2 separate regions of the Muntiacus reevesi genome follow, and region 1 is linked to region 2. Evidence: chromatin contacts called from public Hi-C data. All regions are on one chromosome and are shown on one strand. Each heading gives the region's core, a stretch centred on a gene start, on an enhancer-like site or on the middle of the called end of the contact. The rest is flanking DNA. Distances are from core to core; before and after follow the strand shown.

The links. A called contact is a pair of places that touch in the nucleus more often than the background predicts.
Region 1: a contact with region 2 is called in a Hi-C map of blood, with 2.6 times the contacts expected there. The contact joins the promoter of ADPGK here to the promoter of ARIH1 in region 2. A contact is called at or near these places in 2 of 3 Hi-C or Micro-C datasets (blood and muscle).

The regions. Positions count from the first base shown.
Region 1 is chr7:19,131,048-19,133,747 of mMunRee1.1, reverse strand. ADPGK (ADP dependent glucokinase) reads left to right here and starts at 1,409. Exons shown (of 7, transcript XM_065941676.1): 1 at 1,409-1,704. The coding sequence starts at 1,472. LOC136171533 (a long non-coding RNA gene) reads right to left here and starts at 1,236. Exons shown (of 3, transcript XR_010663887.1): 1 at 1,110-1,236.
Region 2 is chr7:18,930,246-18,932,945 of mMunRee1.1, reverse strand. It overlaps ARIH1 (ariadne RBR E3 ubiquitin protein ligase 1), which reads right to left and starts at 1,367. Exons shown (of 16, transcript XM_065941573.1): 1 at 704-1,367. The coding sequence starts at 1,072.

The DNA.
Region 1 (2,700 bases), core at 160-2,659, 200 kb before region 2:
CTCTTGACTCTTGGCTCAAATTCTCAGTGGAGAGACATGGTCTCTGGCCAGTCAGTGAATTCACTGCTTTTGAATTACGTGCTGGTTCAGTCACTTATAGGGTGGTAGGAAAGCCTGCTCACTTGGGGTCATGTGGGGGAGCAGTTTCTCTGGGAACTAACTGACATGTCTCCCTGAGGTGAGAGAAGGGATGGGCAACTCTAGTGAAGACAGCTTCACACAGATATCACTGGCTCCTTTCTTTTCTGTAATATCCTAGATCTCTGCCTGTGTGAACATCTCCTTTGAAAGGAATGTTATGGTCAGGTGGGCTGGGTGGGGTGAGACAGGGAGGGCAGATGACCAGGATAGGGAAATGCTGGGGGAAATGAAGCCAAATGCCCGAGATCAAAGCTAGAGAAATAAAGAACCACTGCCAAGTCCAAAGGTCAGGAGCAGAGTGGAAAATCGGACACAGAGCCAAGGTCAGGAGCCAGCAGAACTGGAAAAATGGAAACCATCCAGGAACAAGACCAGGCCTGGCAAGACGACTGCTGAGAATGAGCTGGCAGCAAGCCTAGCTTCACTCTCAACGGAGGTTCACACACAGAAGAGTCATAGTGAAGACAGGGTCTGCTGGGTTTAAGTCATGTTACCAAGGGAGACGAGGAGAAACCAGGGTTTCTTAACGCAGGTCCAAAACCCCTTGTGTTGTACACAAGACTGTGTGCATTTGTGCATGTTCTGAGGTTGTTAAAAGGAACAGCGCCCCCAAAGGGTTATTTTAAGGTTCGAAGCTGATCATCCAGCGAGGACAATCCCTGCGGACTCCCCTCAGTCAGGGCAAACGCCCCCAAACAGCTGCAGGTCTCAGTTATCCTCCAAAGGGACAGAATCCCCCCTGCCACTCGTGTCCCCAAGGGCTCACAGGCAGCGCTGCTGCTATCGTATTCCTCTGGGGAGCGCCAAGCCCCGGGTCTGAAAGACAGCTTAGTAAACAATGGAGGATGGACAGAGTGGCAGAGGGACGGATTAAAACAGGGGGAGTGCGATTTGTGCCCCTCTGAGGAACTGCTGGTTCAGCTCAAATTGGAACACCGACCGGCTCAAAGACTGACATGCGGTCTTACCCGCTTCTTCAAAATCGGTCTGGTTCATCCTACTAGGAAAACAAACGGATCCTTGCCTCTCTATTTTTGGGTACGGATGGAGTTCTGGGAAAGGGTACAGAGCCTGGACAGGCATCATGGCCTTTGTCCAGCCTCCCTCAGAGCCTCAAAACCGCGCGCGCCCCCAAGAGCCGATTCCGACCAAGGAAGAGGAGTCTCCGCCCCTCTCTTACGTCTACCGCCCCTCCGCGCCCCGCCCATCCGAGGGACCACGGCGCGCAGGCGTGACGTGGCGCGCGAGTCTACGTCGGCGCGTGCTGAGCCCGGAAGAGGCGAGGGCCGGGCAAGGAGGTGTTCTCCGTTGCTTCCACGCCTCTGTCTCCATGGCGCTGTGGCGCGGCTCCGCGTACGCTGGCTTCCTGGCGCTCGCGGTGGGCTGCGTCTTCCTGCTGGAGCCGCAGCTGCCGGGGTCGGCCCTGCGCTCGCTGTGGAGTTCGCTGCAGCTGGGGCCGGCGCCTGCACCCCCAGGAGCCGGCTCCCCTGAGGGCCGGTTGGCAGCCGCCTGGGACGCGCTCATCGTGCGGCCGGCTCGGCGTTGGCGCCGCGTGGCCGTGGGGTGAGTGCCTGCGGGGCCTGCCTCTCTGCTCGTCTCCAGGAGGTGCGGGTGCTCCGGGCCTCTGAGGGCCGCCTTGGCGGAGGTCAGACGGCTTGGGAGCTGGGAGGTAGAGCCGGCGTGGAAACAGGTTCCTAGAGGTCCCCTGGAGGCCCCTCGGTGCTGGTGTCCACGCTACCTGCTTGGCGAGAAGCGTCGCACGTCTGGGACGAGCCCCATTCGTCACTGCTGCCGGGACTCACCAGACTGCTTTTTCCTCTCGGCTGACCCCTACACCCTCCTCGTCTCGGTAGGACCAGCCCCTAGAACCAGCCTAATAGCCTCTTGGAAATCCCTCTCAGCCTGACTGCGTAAAGTTCAAGTCGCTTTCATTCCAATCTCTGCTCTTCTGGAGGCTACTCCTTTGCAGTCAGAAATGTTTGGTCTTTCTATTTTAGTGGCACCCTCTTGCTTCTGAACTACTTGAAGGTGTGGTCGCTGTCTTTAGCTCCTGAGTTTCTTTCTTTACGCCTTGTTTTCGCTTCCTTAATGCCATAGTCTGGAGACCACCATTCTACTGAAACGTCTCTCTGAAAGCTTATCTAAGCCTTGTGGGTTTTCATAATCAGCTTCCACTTTCAGTCCTCACTGTCCGCCTTCTGCAGCCTTCCACACGTTAAGCATGCCTCTCTCCTTGAAACTCTTTTCTTCCCCAGATTTCAATGACATTGCAATTTTAGGATTCTCACAAATCACAGTGCCTCCTTTCTTTATATTCTCCTGTCGCATGTAAGTAAGTTATTCCCTCTACGAATTTTAGTTCTCGTCTAAGTTCGACTTGAATATCTTGCCACAAAAGCAGATCTACCAAGTACGCTACTAGTTCCTGTATCGGAACCACAAAGGGTAAGGTAAAGCAGAGTTATCATGAAGATTAAATAATCTTTGTTATTTAGCATAGTGTCTGCTTTAAAGAGCAGACAGCTAATGTTAGGTAGTGGTTATATATATATATAACAC
Region 2 (2,700 bases), core at 118-2,617:
TAACACTGCGCTTTGCTGTTGTTTGAGCTGCAAAGGCTGGGTATGCAAGTTGCAGCAACTATGCCAACAGCTTCAAGTATGCTACAACTGAGAAGAGTAGCAGTTAGAACCCAAACGAACAGCAAACATTTAGAAAGATACAAGCAGAAGCCTCACCACTAGAAAAGAAGATCCATCAGCACCTCTTCCAAGAAATAGTTCCCTTCCCCCACTTTTAAGTAGGCACTTAAGACTGCCAAGCAGATCCATTTCTTTATTAACCGGTGCCCACTTGGGGCAACCGTACACCAAGCAAGCCCTTAGGCCTACTCTAACCCCTTCCAAAAGTGCTCAAGTGAGACTGAAAGCCGGGGAAGCCGTCTTAGGAGCCCAGATTTTCACCTCCCATCCCGCCCCGCCCCTACAAGCTCTCCTGAGGCCAGAGGAAGGACACCGTGCCCAGGGACCCGCAGCAATTGCCCGCAAGAGAAGTCTGAGGCGGCTGGAGGCCTCCGCCATAGCAGGACCTGGAAAGCACCGCCCCTAGCGCACCTCCCCACACCCGGCGAATGTCTGCTCTATCCCCGGCAGAAGAGAAGACAGGGCCGGGAGGCACCAGGCTAGGCTGCGCACCAGGCCCTGGCCTGCCCCTCGGGGCCGCGCAGACCGCCCGAATCCGCTCCCGGGCCCGGCTCGGTCAAGCTGGCGCGGGGGCCACACTCACCTGGATGACCTCGTTGACCTCCCGGATACATTCCACCATGTGTTGCAGAATCTGCTCGGCCGTGAGCACCTCGTAGCGGTAATCCTCCTCCTGCTCATGCCCCGGCCCGCCGCCGCCGCCACCGCCGCCGCCGCCACCTCCGGGCCCCAGAGCGCTGCCGCCGCCGCCGCCCGTCTCCCCGCACAGCAGTCCGTCCCGCTCCCCGCCGACGCCCAGTCCCGGCTCCACCAGCTCCACCTCGCCCAGATCCAGGTTATCATCGTCCGGCTCATCGTCGTCCTCGTCCTCCTCCTCCTCGGCGCCGCTGTCCTCCTCGCTGCACTCTTCGTCCTCGTCGAACTCGTAGTTGTAGCCCTCGTCCGAGTCCATGGCGCGACGCGCAGAGGCCCGGCGGACGCTGGCCCTAAGGCGGGGAGAGGGCGGGGACGCCGAGGCCCCGGCTCTCGCTCCGGCTCCGGCTGATGTCCGGACGCAGGCCTGGCTCCGGCCCCGCGGGCCGCGGCTCCTCCCCGGGCGCGGCGGTTGGCGGTTGGCGGCTAGCGGCGGCGGGGAGGGCGCGGAGGAGGGAGGGAGGGAGCGAGGGGGCCGCTTGCCGCCCGCCTCAGTCAGACGCGGCTCCTCTCAGGCCTCCGAGAGAAAACAGTCCCCAGCGCCACCTCCACGGCCGCTGCTACCGCTACTGAGCCAACAAAGGGGCGTGCGTCACCGCGTCGCGCTGCGTCGGCGCGTCACTGCTCTTGACGTCATCGCGCCCCGCCCCGCCGCCCCTGCGTGGAGTGCGGGGAGACCCCACGGCCTCGGTGTGCCCTGGGAGCGCGGCGCCGCGGGAGTCGCAGGCTAGGTTCCGGCTGCGGTCGCTGTTTGGAGCCTCAGCAGCGAACAGAGTACTGGAGGAGCTTGTGGGCATTGGTCGCCGAGAGCGAGAGGGGGCCTGGTCCGCCCAGGTGGTGGATTTTTCCCTCAGGCCATGAAGATCCAGCCCCCCGCGCAATCCTTTGGGGAAGGCGGCCTTCTGCCAGGGCCAGAAAGACCCTTCCCGCCGGCCCGGGAGTGATTCAGGAATACCTCGGCTGTTGAGCTACTGTTTCTCTAGCCTGGGCTACTCAGTGGATTCTGTTTTATGCAGAACCTCTGTTGTGAACCCCGTTTTAAGTAATTAGATTGTGTACTCCGGACGTGCTGTGATTTTTAAGTCGCCTACAGTGACGTCATTTAAAAGAAGCGTTTCCTGAACTCAGGTTATCAAGCACTTTATTCAAGGCACTAAAGTGTTAAAGTCATGGCTTCCCTTAATTGAATACTGTGTAAGATCTTTACATACATATTTCTTATCTTCATGGAGTCACAGTACCCACTTCATACCTGAGACTGAAAGTGAAAGAGGCTTGAGGAAGGCCACGGAACACTTGTCCTATGTTTTAGCACCTAGGTGACCTTAAATAGCAATCATAAAAATAATTTAAAATTCATAATATGTATTATATGCTGCATTATATATCAAATGGGCTGTAAGATAATACAATGCAGACAATAATAGAAATATATACAGGGACCAAATAAAGCAGAGAGATAATGCCTGTCTCCTATCTGGAAATGTGTGAGCTGAGTGTTAATAGATGGCCAGGAGTTTAACAGAGAAGATAGGGAAGATGATCTAGCCTGAGAAAATAACAAAAGCGAAAGCACAGTAGGGGTAAAATAGTTTAGTTCAGGGAGCTTAAAATGCAAGGAGGGTAAGTGACAAAATATCAAGCAAGTTGTGAACAGGAGAGGAAGAGTATTTTACACCATTCTAGTAGACATAAATCTTTGTAAATAGGACAGAAAAGCCAGAGAAATACTCTGAAGGAAGAAGAGGCACGAGAAAACTTCCTCTTGGGATAACTTGGATTGGCCAGATTGAAAAGTTTTTAAAGTCTCAATCCCTAATTTACTGATAAATCTTACCTTTCAACATACAGTTTCCCTTTGGAATCCGATTTTGAAAAGTGAAAAAT